Regions from separate parts of the Mus musculus genome. Here region 2 is linked to region 1. A link is a contact called in public HiChIP or PLAC-seq data. All regions are on one chromosome and are shown on one strand. Each heading gives the region's core, a stretch centred on a gene start, on an enhancer-like site or on the middle of the called end of the contact. The rest is flanking DNA. Distances are from core to core; before and after follow the strand shown.

Region 1 (7,714 bases), core at 19-2,518:
TTTCCTTTTCTCCCTCCCCCTCCCCCCCTTTTTTTTTTTTTTTTTTTTGCCTATTCATATACAGGATTACACTGAATTTTTTTTTCTAGTCTTGTACTTGCCTTCCATATCTGCTATGGTATATTTTTTCATATTGCCAAATTCTACTTGCTAATGGTGTTTATTTTTAAATTATTTATGTGCATGGATGTTTTGCCTGCATATGCATCTATGTACCATGTGCATGCCTCTTGCCTGCTGGATCCAGAAGAGGGTGCTGGATCCTCTGGAACTAGAGTTACAGACAGCTTTGAGCAATCATAGGGTGCTGGGAATTGAACCTTGATCCTCTAGAAGAGCAGCCAGTGCTCTGAACTGCTGAGCCATCTCTTCAGACGCCTGCTAGAAGTGTTTTGAGAATTTTTATTTTTAGCAACTGAGCATGGTGGTACATACCTGTAACGTCAACACGGAGCCCAAGAGGACCATATGTGTGACACTGGGATACATGTGTTCCAGCCTGTCCTGAGAGATGGAGGGATGCATGGATCAAGACACTGTCTCAAAAAGCATGCCTAATATAGTAGTGCACACTTGTGGTCCCAGCACTTGGGAGACAGAGGCAGGAGGATCACTGCAAGTTAGAGGTCAGGCTGATCTATACACACAGTCCCAGGCCAGCCAGGGCTACATAGTGAGACACTGATTTAATAACAACAGCAGCAACAAGGATCCTCTTCACTGTGATTCCTGTGGGTCTGTACTTTCATTTTCTGTGTGGGTTTGGAGTCAGATTCTACTACTTCAGAAGATACACCCTTCCATTTCTGATGAAACTGTGTAGAGTCGGTATTAATTCTTCATTAACTATCTGGTGAATCCCCTGGTGAAACTTTACTGCAGTTAGAGTTAGTTTTCATTTTGTTTTTTCATTAAGAAGGGAAATTTTTTTATTTGTTTTGAGACAGGGTCTTTTGACACAGGCTGTGCTCAGACCCAGTATGTAGCTGAGGATGGCTCTGAACTTCTGATCTTTCTGCTTCCACCTCCCCCACGTGGGATGCCGGACGCATGGCAGCAGAGGAGTTTGTGCAGTTCTAGGGACTGAACAAGAGCTTTGCATCCAAGGCAAGCGCTCTACCAACTGAGCTACATCCCCAGTCAGAAGGAGGCTTATTTTTAAAACTACAAAGGCAAACTTCCCTAATGCTTGTAGGACTGCTCAGATTCTCCACACCACACTGAAGGAGGTGAGCTCACCAAGCAGTCAGCTGTTTCTCCTTTGTTCCATTTCCTGTGTGTGGAGGGCAGTTATTCATACTGTCCTTGAATTCATGCTTTGAGTCCACAGGGTCTTGGCAATGTCTTTCTGTTTAACTCTTGATATTGATCATTTGTATTCTCTCTCTCTCTCTCTCCCTCCCCCCTCCTCCCTCCCCTCCCTCTCTCCTTCTCTCTGTTGTTAGTATTGTTGTTGTGATTTAGACAGGGTTTTGCTCTACCTAGCATTAGCCCATAACTCAACATGTAGCCCAGACTTTCCTCAAATTCACAGCAATCCACCTGCCTCAGTCTTCCAAATGCTGGCGTTATAGAAGTAAGCTGTCATCCTGACTTTTTTGTTAGCTTTAATAGAGGTTTGCCAATTTTACTGACTTTTTAACAATCAGCATTTTCATTAATTTCCTCTATCCTTTTCTGTTTGTGACTTCATTGATTTTTGCCCTATATTATTTTCTTAGCTGTATAATGGAGATATCTCACTTCTCTACTATAATTGTTAGAATGGAATGAAGGTAGTGCAGAGCCTGAATGTAGATATGACTATAATTGTGGTGATTTCTCCCTTTGAACTATTTCCCAGAGTAGAATCTCTCTCTTGGGAATTACAGCTAAAACAAAACAAAACAAAACAAAAAAACCCCAAAACTTACATTCCTTAGTGTGGAGCACACCTTGTAGGGGGTTGGGCTTAGCCTAAGATTCCCCCCCACACACACACACAGAATCACAGTTGACTGATGTCTAGATTTAAATACATACTAAATCTTTAAAAATTATTTCTATTATTCTTATGTGTGGGGGTATTTTGCCTGCATGTATGTCTGTGCACTACCCACATGCCTTGTGCCTTCTCTCCAGCAACCCAAATACATACAAATTTAAGAACAGAAGAATTGCATAGGCTTATAAACACTTCTCGCCCCCTGACATCTGTCACAGATACTGTAGGGTTGGGAGCGTTTAGGAATCACCTGCTCCGACAAGAAGAGAAGGAAATGGACACTACACGGGAGAGACATGGTGGCCCTGGCAGAGTGGGGAATCTGCATTATCTGATCTAAAACCAGCTCAACATATTAAATCATCCGTGTTATCTCAGGGAGCTTTTCCCTGGCCCTGCAAATCGGGCTCCTTTTTCACGGGTGGGCAGTGATACAACCTGCAGCCCTCTGTAGCATCCCAGTACAGTGCCTCTTATTTCAAGGGCAATGAAATGGAATGTGAATATTTAGCTGGGGTCTACATGGTGGTGCTAATGTGGATGGTTACATGGTTTGCTGTATGGATATATGTACAGCACATTATACATATATATTTATGTGCTATATACACAGAATATTTATATATTAAATGTAATACAATATAAAATTTATCTTCACATGTTACAAACATAACAATTACATGTATATATTGTGGACATATGAAGTTATTATAAAATATATTAGTACAGTATATATGTATTAATATAGTACATTTAAAGCCACATCTTTAATTTCAATACCATATGACAGGTTCTTTCCAGCTTTGCCCCTGTCATTTCTGGGAGTGATAAACACTGCTCATACTATCCTCAGTTTATTTGAACATGTGTTTAATATAATATAATAAATATAAATGTGTGTAATATATTAAGAGAATAATATAATATTCTCTCCAATCCTTCACCCAGCTGCTGATCCTCCAGCCGCCAAACCCTACCCCGCTCTCTCTCCTGGTTTCCTAACCTTTGCTTCATACTTACTTACTTACTTACTTAGCATAGTCATCTTTTCACTTGGGCAAGGGAGAGAAAGATGCGAACAGAAGTGAGCCAGACTTCCCTTTCTCTGTGTCTTTTTCTCTCGAGTGTTTAAGATTAAAACCAAGACCTCATACATGCTAGGCACAGGCCCTATTACTGAACCACGTGCCTAGACCAACTGGGCATGTTCCTCATCTCCTATATGTTTCAGCCAATCATGTCGTCTCTTAATTATTTGCATTGTCGAAAGCTGACTCTCATGCCTCCTTTGATGAGAAAGCGTTTGTTTCTCATAGCTGGAAACACTGATATATTGAAGTATGAAGGAAAAGCATGGCTGCTCTTGTCTCTGGGGAGATCACAGACAGGCAGAGTCAGTGCTTCATCTGGGAGCCGGGTGCCTCTTCTTGAGCTCTGGGCATGTAGGAAGGGGCCATGAGGGATGCAGGTTATAGCTGCTTTAAAGTTCCACCCCACTCTAGTCAGAATGGCCACCAACAAGAATACAAATGACAACAAATGCTGTGGCGGATGTGGGGAAGGGGGCCGTACTCTTATGTATTCTGCCATAAAGATACTTGTAAAATTGGAGCCAGGAATGGTGGTCTATGCCTTTAATCCCAGAACTCAGGAGGCTGAGGCAGTCAGATAGATCTCAATGAGTTTGAAGCCAGTTGGTCTACATATGAGTTCCAGGAGAGTTCTAGGATATCCAGGGCTACATAGGAAGTCCCTGTCTCAGAACAAACAAACAAACAAATAAAAAAAGATTGGAAGGTAAAGCAGATGAAGCTGGAAAAACTTTTCTTGATTGCCATAACCCAGGTTCAGAGACACAAATGCCACGTGTTTCCTCTCATATACAAATCCTAGCTTCAAAATGTTAGCCACGCTTGTCTAACTTGGAGTGCCTACAGGAGCCAATAGACTAGAGAGGGGGCATTAGGGGAGGTGCCTTATAATAAAACATGTGAAATGAAAATAGAGATGGAATATTGGGGATGAAGAGGTTTAATGAGGAGGGTGAGAGGGTTGGAGAGAAAAGGGGCAACAGAGCTACCGTGTCAGCGGGTGTGTGAAGTATGGAAACTTACTATCTATCCATTTGAGGTTTTGGTCAAAGAGGCTTCAGAAGCTGCCAAAACAATACAGCCTTCTTTCTGTCCTTCTTGAATGATACAACCCTGTTGCTGAAGACACCACGTATCTCAGTTATAAGACTTAGAGAGTACAAGGTGGGAGGGAACTGGAAACTCCCTCCTCACTGGCTAGCTTTCATAGTGCTAGAAGACACTGCATAGACTGCTGAGGGAGGAAAGACATCACTGATCTTACCCGGCTGGAAACCCTATGAATTTCCATAACAACCTGCTTGCAAGAGCATCACTTTTATGGGAATACCAACTATTCTCAAACCCCATAGTAAGGCTGGGCAAGCATTGGAATAATAATACAGTAAGGCTGGGATGTTCTGGGGTGATCTAGGAAGGGATGGATGTGCCCTGAAGTAATAGTGCCATAAGGCTGATAGCCATACTAGGGTATACTAGTGTGATGGAGTAAAAAGGTGCCATGCACTTGAAGTAGTAACACAGTAAAGTATTAAGTACTCCAGAAAGGTATGCTGGAGCAACAATGCATACAGCTAGGAACTGTCCTGAAGGAACAGTACAGGAAGCCGGAGGGCATGGGAACTATAGTGCAATAAGAGCTGGGAGCTATGCTTGAATAGGAAGAACTGGGAAATTGGTTGAATATTAAAGTAATAAGCTTCAGGGATGGAGATGTTACCAATAACAGATGGTTGTATTAACTAATTAGCACCTATTATTCGGAATGCATGTAGATGAGGCATTGCAAATAAATATGCCAAGTGCCATTGTGAAAACTCAGGAGGGTCTGTGTGACTGTAGCACTAAAGATATAGGATGTTTTCCACTGTTCTTGTAGGACATCGGGACTCAAGTCCTTGAATAGGATCTGCTTCTTTTTGTAAATGTGTGTTGATTTACTAGTTTGCTAAGGCAGTGATTGTGAATGTAGCTCCTTCATTTGAGCTGGTTTGTATTCTGAACATGGTGTGGTACCAGTTCTCCGGGCTTCATTATAGTTTAGCATTCTACTGAAGAGCCAGCTTTATGTTCCAAATGAAAAGGCCTGTTTCTCTGGGTCTGGTTCAGAATCGTCACACAGGGTGGAAGGGAAACTGGAAGTCTTTCCACTGAATTCATGGAATATTATAAAGTTCCAGCCCTTGAACTTGGCGCTGACCTTCTGAAATGTTCAAGGCCCCCAATGGAAAACATGGTTAGATCTCTGACACTGCTTTTCCTGGCTGCTGGCGCACAGTGGATTCTCAGAGCCGAGCTCCCGCTTCTGAGTGCTTGTTTGGATAACCAAGTTTGCTATTGAATTGTCGTTACCCATTGATTTCCACTTGAAAACTTAATTTATGATCACGAGAAGTACTTTTCCTAAGCAAATTACAGTACGGATGGGCAGGGTGGAAGTGTGGGGTTGATAGCTCACCTCTCCTCAGAGGACCCATGTTGAGATTTCCATAATCTATTCCAATGGGAATTTTTTTTCTCACTTGCTTGACCCCAAAAGATAAATCAGTAAAGACGGTTTCCTGTGGTAAGGAAGTAGTTTTGAAACATGAGAGATCTATACTAAATTAAGTCAATTCGTTGAATAGTGTGCAGGGTGGCCTGGTAGGAACCCTGTTTGGGGTTGATTATCTGAAACAGGCTTGCACACCGCCCGTGTAGCGATGTGGAAATTGTAAGAATACTCACCTGTGCCATCTGAGGAGCACAAACTAACCTTGCCCAGCCCCTCACTACATCCTGGTGGTAGGGCTTTAAGCACGTTATCCACCACTGCTCCTGGGATAGCTGTGCCTGTGCATTTCTAGATGAAAGCCAGTGAAAAGGGTATGAGAGCTGTCAGGCCCAGTGCTAAGGAGGCAGAGGCAGGAGGATCATTTGAGACTTGGACTCAGTTCAAGACCTCCTTAGGATTCACAACTAGCCCCTATCTGGGAGGGGACAGACCGCAAAGTGTCATCCTCACTCTGTTTTCCTTCCATTCTTGGCACTTGTCGCATAGTTCTTGGTGGTTTGAGAACAGTCTTTACACATTCACAGGCCACCTTGGTACTTTCAGATACAGACTCCCTGGGCCTAGAAACGTCAACCAACTTGATGGTTTCCTTGAACTTCGGTTTTCCACAACCAAAGCTTGACTCGGGCAAAGGGTAGTTGGGGGCACACATGTGTGAGAGATGCTCTGAATACAGTCAGATTTGAAAGAACACTGGGGAGCTCTTGCCCTCCATGTTTCTCTCATCCCTTTTCCCTGATTTTGGTGTCTCACTGAGTAGACCAGGCTGGCTTTGAACTCTCAGTCCTGAGGAGCCACAACTACAGTTGCATGTTACTACAGCTGGCTCTGCTGTTTTCATTGCAAACCACCCTAGCTCCTTTCAAGGACAACTTCCCAAGCCATTTCTTATATTCCCGCCAACCCCTGATTCCAGTCATTATCAGTTACCCAGTTTGGGGTCAGAGTCACAATGCTGAGAACCTTCTCTCCACGTGACCCTTCACACCATTGCTTAGCTTTGCCGAGAGCCTCCTCTTCTGTAAAGTGGATATAATCCCACTGTTACTAGACGTTATGACAAAAGGAAGTATTCTGTTGGCTCCTGCATCCACAGATTCTGCACCTGCAGATCTAACCAACTTCAAAAATATTTGGAAAAAGCAAGGCATCTGCACTGAGCCTGTGTGGATCCTTTTTTCTTCGTGGTTCTCTAACCTACTTTTCAGTAACTATAAGGGTTACATGCAAAGACTGTGCCATCTCTTGTTCATGCACACATGCGTGTATATGTGTGTGGTGGGGCTGTATTGTGGGAGTGTTCACGCCCTCTTTTGTTCAAGCATGAATGTGTATGTGGGAGGGAGGTTGTAGTTAAGTGTGTGTGTGTGTGTGTGTGTGTGTGTGTGTGTGTGTGATTCAGCTAATCAGTGAACTTCAGAGATCTGTCTGTTCCATGCTCCTGCTCCAGAGCTGGGATCATAGACAAATGCCACCACCCTTGAATATCTACGTGGGCTCTGGGGATCTGACCTCAGGTCTTCATGCTTGCATCACGGGCATTGTGTCCACTGTGCCATCTCCCTGGCTGTGACACTTTATACAGGGAAGGCACAGTCAAGGCTTTTGTTGATTCAAGGTCTCAGAATCCAGCCCTCTGATACTGAGAGATGACTGCACCAGTAACAGAGAGCAGAACCCAAAATGTAGATATTTGTATAAACTGCAATCCCCTCCTCAACCATCTACATTAAAAAAAAAAATCCTTGCTTAGCAGTTACAGGAGAAAACAAGATCCAAACTTCAAAACCCCACATCTTAGAATCTGGAACATCTCACCCAGAATCCTCAGGATTTGCTTTCTTTCTTCTTTAAGTTTTTATTACTTTAGAGCTCTTTGAGGTTCAGAGCAATGTGGAAAGGACAGATTCCCCATGTGCCTCTCCTCACACACCCTCTCCACCATTATCAACACCCTACACAGTGGAGCTCTGGTTACAGCAAGCCTGTACTGACATATTTATCACTCAAAGCTCATAACTTAGGTTGGGAATCAAATGTCCAACGATGTGTCTGTCATTGTCAGTATTGTACAAAGCTTTTCCT
Region 2 (7,594 bases), core at 1,396-3,895, 520 kb after region 1:
GGCAATTTGTGAAAGAAAGTGTTAAGTTTGAACTTACATTTTCAAAGAATTATAGGTCATGATGGTGCTGCAAAGGCATGGAGGCAGGAACAACTCAGTGTTTACATCTTGATCAGCAAGGAGGACACAGAAATGGAACACTGGGAATAACGTCTTTAAAAACCTCAAAGCTCACTCCCAGTGACACACCTCCTCCAACAAGGCCACACCTCCTAATCCTTCCCAAAGAGTTCTACTAACTGGAGACCAAGTATTCCAACATGATATTATGTAGGAACATTCTCATTTAAACCACCACAAGCGGCTAGGTCTTAATTGCTCAGCTGTTTCTCAAGCCCCCTTTACTATTTATTATTAATTTCTATCGTGCATTTATATTTACATGATGCATGTGTGGTTGTGTTACAGGACAACTTTGTGGAGTCAAGTCTGTCCTTCCAACTTTACATAGGTTCTAGGGACCAAATTCAGGTCACCAAGCTTGCATGACCAATGCCCTTTCCTGATGAGTCATCTTACTGGCTTTATTTTAAACATAAAGCCACAGCATTAAGATTTAAAAAATTCACCAGGCAGTGGTGGCACACTCCTTTAATCCCAGCACTTGAGAGGCAGAGGCAGGCGGATTTCTGAGTTCGAGTCCAGCCTGGTCTACAGAGTGAGTTCCAGGACATCCAGGGCTACACAGAGAAACCCTGCCTTGAAAAAAAAAAAGATTTAAAAAATTCTATTTCCAAGGGAACTGCAACCCTATAGGTGGAACAACAATATGAACTAACCAGTACCCCGGAGCTCTTGACTCTAGCTGTATATGTATCAAAAGATGGCCTAGTAAGCCATCACTGCAAAGAGAGGCCCATTGGACTTGCAAACTTTATATGCCCCAGTACAGGGGAACGCCAGGGCCAAAAAGGGGGAGTGGGTGGGTAGGGGATTGGGGGTGGGTGGGTATGGGGGACCTTTGGGATAGCATTGAAAATGTAAACGAGGAAAATACCTAATAAAAAAAATTCTATTTCCCATTCTGCTGCCCTCAGTTGCTTCAAGAATTCTCTTTCAGAGGCTTCACCTCACTCAGGAGAAGTTGGAGCCTTGTCTTCATAGAAAAAAAAAAAAAAAAAAAAAAAAAAAAAAAAAAAAAAAGCTAATATGAAGTAACTGCTTAAAAAAAACAGAGTTTGTTAAAGGAAATTTTAAGCATAGATTTAAACATTTATGAAGTTGATTGCTTAAATGCATATACGTGGCTTGGTTCCTGCTGCAAGGAGTCACCTCTTGGGGCCTCGCCCAGCTAAACAGAAGTGCTGGCATTACTCTGCACTTGCAGTCCTAAGCACATTTGAGCAACAGTGGATGGCTAAGTATGTTATTATAGGGGGCAGGCAGCACAGTACAAATCAGCCTCTGCCAGGGGCAAGGCAGGTGTCTTAGGAGTACGTTTCTAGGGCCCCTCCCCCCAGTTTAGGGTCTAGCTGGTCTAGCTCTACTGAGAGGAAGTGATGTTTAAACAGAAAATAGAGCAGGAAGCTGTGGTAGAGGCTGGCCTGGCATGCCCATGTTCAAGCACTATAAAACCAACAAAGAAACACAAACACAAGCAGAAGATGCTTAGAACTAAGGTATGTGGCCATGATGGCGATGCTACTGTGTGTGTGCGTATATGTGTGTGTGTGTGTGTGTGTGTGTTGCTTGTTGCTCCTAGCAGGTGAGACAGCTTGTACTACAGAGAAAACAGGACATATTTGGGAAGAGTGGAGGGCCATGCCAGCTAGTATTTGCTGAGTTTTGCCTTACAGTGGACTCATCTGAAAGATGACCAACCATGGAGGCACAGTTATAACACCAGCACTGTAGAGAGAGAGGCAGGAGGATTGCCACAGTTGGTTTCATATCAAGTCCTTGCCGCAGGTAAAAGTGTAAACCAAACTAAAATCTAAATAGCTGCCGTGGCTAATGACTGCCATACTGGACGGTACAGGTCTGGAGTGTAGCATGGTGAAGGTGACATGACTGGGGCGGGCCTCTGGGCTGCATGAGGTTGTTGTATGAAGTTTGGGTTTTATTTTTAGTGCTATGAAAAAGTGGCTTGGAGGTGGGGGTGACATTAATTAATTAATTTTTGTTATTTAGTTTTTCTTTGATTACTGATACTGGGGGTCAAACACAGGGCCTTACATATGCCACTAAGTCTACCATTAAAGCTAAACGCTGGCCCCTGGTTTATATTTTTAGCAGACCACCTTAGTTGGTATAAGAATGGGGTGTGACGTATGAGTGTAGCAGCGGAGAAGCAGGGGGACCGGTTTGGTAGAACATTCTCACGGGAGAGAAATTAGTGCTTTGGACCAATCAAACAAAATTTGGGATGTGGAGCAAGGACAGAGGTCTTCCGGCGAAAAAGAGAGGGAGAGCTGGTCCTTGTTCTCCCTGGCAGTGCCGGGGCTGTACAATTTCAGCCATTCCTGTTGGCCACACGGTTGCCACCTGCTGGCTGTTTCTGGAAGTGCCCTTGTAAATGGATACTCGGGGGATCCCTGGGGTCAGGACGCTGAGCGAATCTTCCTTAGATGGAAATAATGGCTGGATGGGTTGGGCTGCATTCTCTGGGGCAAATGCTAGACTGAACCTCTTCTCTCTCTGGGGCTATCCCATTCTTCTCTCCCTTGGGTCGGACAGTGATGAACCAAATGGCCGGGGGAGGGCACACGGTGTTAAGAATCAGGAGGGGTGGGCGTCAGTGTTTTAGGGCATGAATCCCACACCTGTGCCAGCTTCCACCCAAGCCTAGGTCCCACCACCCCAGAACTTCCTCTGACTGCCCCAGGGGCTTCTCTGGCTACAGTTGTGGGTGGAAGTGCACCGATGGAGGAGCAGGGCGTGTCTCGCGAAAGCAGGGTGTGGCCAGTGGTCCTGATGATCAGCCCAGTGGCCAGTCACTGGTCCTTGACAGGTTGGCGTTAAGCCCGCACTATCCACTGTGTGCGACGAACAGGTGGAGGGTGGACGATACAGAGAAAGCTACGGCCAGCTACGGAGGCTTCCGCGGCACTTCCTCTCTCAATCCCCGCTGCTGGAGAGTCCCGCTAGGCTTGGTGATCCTGGCTTGTAGTCTGCTGCCGCTACGCCTTGACTTCAGCCTGAGGGGTAAGTCGATGGGCTATTTCAGGATGTCCTAGGGGTTGCGTCTGGAAGTATGACAGTGAATGATTGGATTGGTCTCCCGGCATCTCCATCTTGGAATAAGGGTCTGCGTGGGATCTGGCTCCCTGAACCTCCAGGCCTCTTTCTCTGCTGCCAGAATGGGGATCCCAGGAGGTAAGGTAGACAGCCTCTGGAAGACAGTTGTTGCTGCTGGGGGTTGGGAATGATGTCAGACGCAGCGTCTGCCAGGATTTGCTTGAGGGTGGAAGCTAGACTGCGCAAAAGGAGGATGCCCATGTCCTACTAAGGTGGGCAGAGAAGTGAAACCTCAGTCAGGCCCCCTGGCTATTGTGGAAAATGCCCCACCCAGTTCTCTGAGTGTACTGGGATCCTGTAACAAATTGAGAGTGGGCCGGGGCCACACTACCGCTTCCTCTCTTGGCCCTGTTTTTTTCTGTCCCTTATTTCTACCAACCTGTTCCCTGCCCCTTTTTCCTACCCCCACTGTCTTCTGACCGGCTCTGATTCTTTCCTTCCGGTTTCTGAACTCTGAGGAAGACAGAGGCTCCCCAGCTCTAACTAGGTCCCAGCCCCGGCCACGTGATGGAGGCTGTGGTTGCTGTTTCTGTTGAGGGTGAGGTTAGCTGTCAGCTAACCCCAGACCCAGTGTGCAGTTTGAGGTGGGAAGGCAGATAGCGCTTGCCAGCTCTAAAGCCCCTTCGGAGGTGGTGTCTTATACCCTCAGATATGAGTCAGACTGGAAACGAACGTAATTGGGTTCTGAGAACTGAAGAGGACCATCAGGACACGAAGCGAGGTGGCAACTCACTTCTCTTTTCTGAGTCGCGGTTGTTCTGGCAGCAAAAGGAAGGGTCTGATAGACCAGTAGTTCCCTGGATCGCTCCCTCTCTACATTAAGGGTTTCGTGGCCTGTGCTGGCCAAACAACTGAAGTTTTATCTGTCTGTACCATTGGGCACTGGGCTTGATATCAGGTAGAGAATGGGTGGGGTTGTGAACACAAGCATTCTCACCCCTAAATAGGATTTGAGTCTTCTTGAACATCAGAAATTCCCAAGGGGGATAAAGACAGTCCTGACTTCCTGTGAGATAATATCAAAGTGACAACTCTGTCAGGTCCCTGCTCCCAGCACATCTTCCTGACACTGCCTCTCTCCTTCACCGCTGATTTTCCCTCTTGGAAAGCTAACAGTTTCCCACTCTCCTTCCTACACATACACACCCCTTCTGTTGTTGTTGTTTTGTTTTGTTTTTGTTGTTTTTTTTGTTTTGTTTTTGTTTTTGTTTTTGTTTTTTGAGGCAGGGTCTCATTATGTAGCCTTGGTCCTGGAACTCACTATGTAGACCTGGCTGGCCTCTGCCTCCTGAACGCTGGGTTTAAAGGCGTGCACCACCAGGCATGGCTCTCTTTTATTTTTATTTTTATTTTTATTTTTTTGTGTATGTAGGTGTGGTTTTGGATGTGTGTAGACGCCAGAAGTAGATGTGGATTGTTTTCATTGTTCTCAGCTTTGTTTTTTTGAGCTAGGGTCTCACTGAACTCTGCTAGACTGGCTGGCCAGCAAGCCTCTTGTCTCTGCCTGCCTTTCTTCACTGAAATTAAAGATATACCTCATTCCGTGGCTTTTTATGTGGACACCCAGGATCCTCAGCTCCTCCAGGCTGTGTGGCAAGCCCTTTCTGATCCAGCTCTTTCCTCATCCCGCCTCCCTCTCCCTCTCCCACTCTCCCTCTCCCTCTCTCTCTTTCTCTCTTGAGACAGAGTATCCCAGGCTATTTTCAGATGACCTTGAACTTCTGATCCTCTAGCTCCTAATTCTATTTTTTAAAATATTTTATCAATTTATTACTTATTTTCTGTATATGAGTGTGTACCACGTGTGTGCTTGATACCTGCAGAGGTCAGAACACATCAGATCCCCTGGAACTGGAGTGACAGAGGGTTGTGAGCCACCATGCAGTGCTGGGCCCCGAACCCCGATTCTCTGGAAAGGTAGCCCAGTGCTCTTAACCACTGAGCCATCCCTCCAGCAGCTGGCCTTGGACTGCTACAGGTGGCTTATGCTTTGCTGGGTAGAGAAGCCAGCACTCTGTGCATGGTAAACAAGCACTGTCTTTACCCCAGCTCCTGCTCTCCTTTCTCTACATCACCTTCTCCAGGTCCCAGCCAGGCCTACCCCACTGCGGTATGAGAGAGAGAGGGGAACCTTAAGATCTCCATCTCCACAGAAGTTTCAGCGATAAGGAGCACCCTCCTCTCTCAGGATGACTTCAGCCTCCAACCCCCCAGCTTTTAGGCTGGAGACGTCCGATGGAGATGAAGAAGGCAGTGCTGAGGTGAACAAAGGAAAGAATGAGCCACCCCCCATGGAGTCTCCCTTCCAGGGAGAGGACCGGAACTTCTCCCCTCAGATTAAAGTGAATCTCAACTACCGAAAGGGACTGGGTCCCAGGTGAGGCTACCGCAGTTCCCAAACAGCACTCCAAGTCACGCAGTGGCCAATCCCTCACAAGTGTCTCTTCCTCATAGCCTAGCTCCACATAGTCCCACAGTCTGCTCTCTAGGGTTACACCTTCCAGAATGTTCTGCGTTCTTGGCCTTCTGCCAAGATCTATGTTTTTGGTAGAGGCACTTTCATCCAGTACCAAGTATGCAACTGACAATCAAACCCCTCTTCTTGATGTTTCGAACCCCACCCATTTTGGCCACAGTGGTAGCTCATGGCTGTAGCGGGATCCAAGGCTGACATAGTCACTGAGGCAATGTGGACCCTGAGAACTGAGGGCAGTGGGCTTCCTTTTAGAGTCATCTGCAGTTTGAGTTTCCTGTGTTATAGCTACCAATTCAGGGAGTGAGCCTGAGGGCATGCATCCTGCTTCCGGTCCTGCTAGGGTACTGAACCTGACTTCCCAGAATCCTCATGGGTTGACAAGAGAATGGACCAGGAAAGTCCTTTCTCCCTGCTCATCCCTGAGATGTGGCTATCACAGTGTAGCCTTGGCACACTGTGTTGTTTGTGTGAGAGACTAGTTAGCTAGGTTGGGTGACAGCACAGACAGGTGCATGGTGGCATCTGTGAATGAGTAGTGGGGCTGGACTGATGGTGATAGAATGGGATCCACAATGCCCTTTAGAATCCCAGTCGGTACCTTTCTGTGCTTCCCTAGTCTAAGGCCATGCATGGTTGCTGCCCTAGTGGCAGGGAGCAGTGTCCAAATGACCACATTTTCTAGGCAGATAAAACACAGAGCCCCTCATAGTCTGTGGCCATAGGGCTAACTGGATGAATAACGTTCATCTAGCTGGAATGAGGTGGACACCTATCTGTGTGGTGTTGCAAATGTGAGGGCTGCCTTTAAACGTGTCATGGCTGTATGTCTTCAAGTGTGAATGACCCAGTTAGTCACCCTATGTGTCAGAGTCATCAGGGTCAGCTCACTCCACAGGAGACTTGCTTGTTTGCTTTCTTGTGTTAAAACAAAAATCTTGCTCTATAGTCCAGCTCACCTCCAGTTTGAGGTGATCCTCCTGCTTCAGCCTCACGAGTGGTGGGATTAAAGGCATGTGCCACCATGCCCAGCTTTTCATAGATGTTAAGCTGGGACCTGAGAGTCCCTACACCATAAAGTAGCCTTCTCATCTGGGCAGCCGTGGTGCATGCCTTTAATCTCAGCACTCGGAAGGCAGAGGCAGGCGGATTTCTGAGTTCGAGGCCAGCCTGGTCTACAAAGTGAGTTCTAGGACAGCCAGGGCTACACAGAAAAACCCTATTTTGAAAAACCAAAAAGAAAGAGAGAAAGAAAGAAAGAAAGAAAGAAAGAAAGAAAGAAAGAAAGAAAGAAAGGAAGGAAGGAAGGAAGGAAGGAAGGAAGGAAGGAAGGAAGGAAGGAAGGAAGGAAGAAGCCTTCTCTTAAGTGGGCCTCTCTCCTTTCATATGTTCTTTTCGTAGTTCCAGAGGCCCCAGAGTTAGGCAGGCCTTAGTGAATACTGACAGAGCCTAGGAATGGGTTGCCAAGAGTCATTTGGGAACCCCGTGTGCTGTGTACCAGACTCACTGTATGGGCTAGAACCCTTTGTTTTATGGTATTTCCCTTATAATAACCCTTGGGTATTTCTATCTTTCAAAGAGGAAAATAGACTGAGAGAGGTTGGTTAAATGACTTGTGAGGGAGATAGCGCCATCTCACTAGACAACTGTCCCCTATTACAAGACAATACCAGATTGTGCCTGAGTTGCCACAAGAGCCCCCTTCAGGACTCTGTGAAGAAATTTCCCAGAAGTGTGGCTTCTCAGTAAACCTGTGGTCAGCAGATGATACTTAGTGCTGGCTGAAAATGATAGCCTATCGATGGGAAGCTTCGTGCTTGCCTAGTCCGGACCCTCTCTTGGGGTTGAGATGGAGCCTGATATTAGGCAGCCCCCATGGTGGCT

The links. HiChIP or PLAC-seq counts read pairs in DNA pulled down with a chosen protein or histone mark.
Region 2: an H3K4me3 HiChIP or PLAC-seq map of bone marrow-derived macrophages shows a contact between it and region 1, with 4 times the contacts expected there. The contact joins the promoter of Trpv2 here to the enhancer-like site in region 1. A contact is called at or near these places in 2 of 39 promoter capture datasets (embryonic stem cells and pre-B cells), 3 of 484 Hi-C or Micro-C datasets (cortical neurons, embryonic stem cells and rod photoreceptor), 2 of 115 datasets of contacts at active chromatin or transcription factors (bone marrow-derived macrophages and neural tube) and 1 of 9 other capture datasets (adipose tissue).

Annotation. Positions count from the first base shown.
Region 1 is chr11:62,057,188-62,064,901 of GRCm38.p6, forward strand. All of the region lies in intron 3 of Specc1 (sperm antigen with calponin homology and coiled-coil domains 1), which reads left to right. Among named protein-coding and RNA genes, the nearest start is that of Gm39988, 11 kb to the left of the region's middle. Within about 2 kb of position 1,269, at least 9 of the 459 cell types and tissues checked have an H3K27ac peak or open chromatin away from gene starts, as enhancers often do. A contact at or near this core is called in bone marrow-derived macrophages, where this site is marked.
Region 2 is chr11:62,572,982-62,580,575 of GRCm38.p6, forward strand. Trpv2 (transient receptor potential cation channel, subfamily V, member 2) reads left to right here and starts at 2,646. Exons shown (of 15, transcript NM_001382489.1): 1 at 2,646-3,144; 2 at 5,322-5,614. The coding sequence starts at 5,427.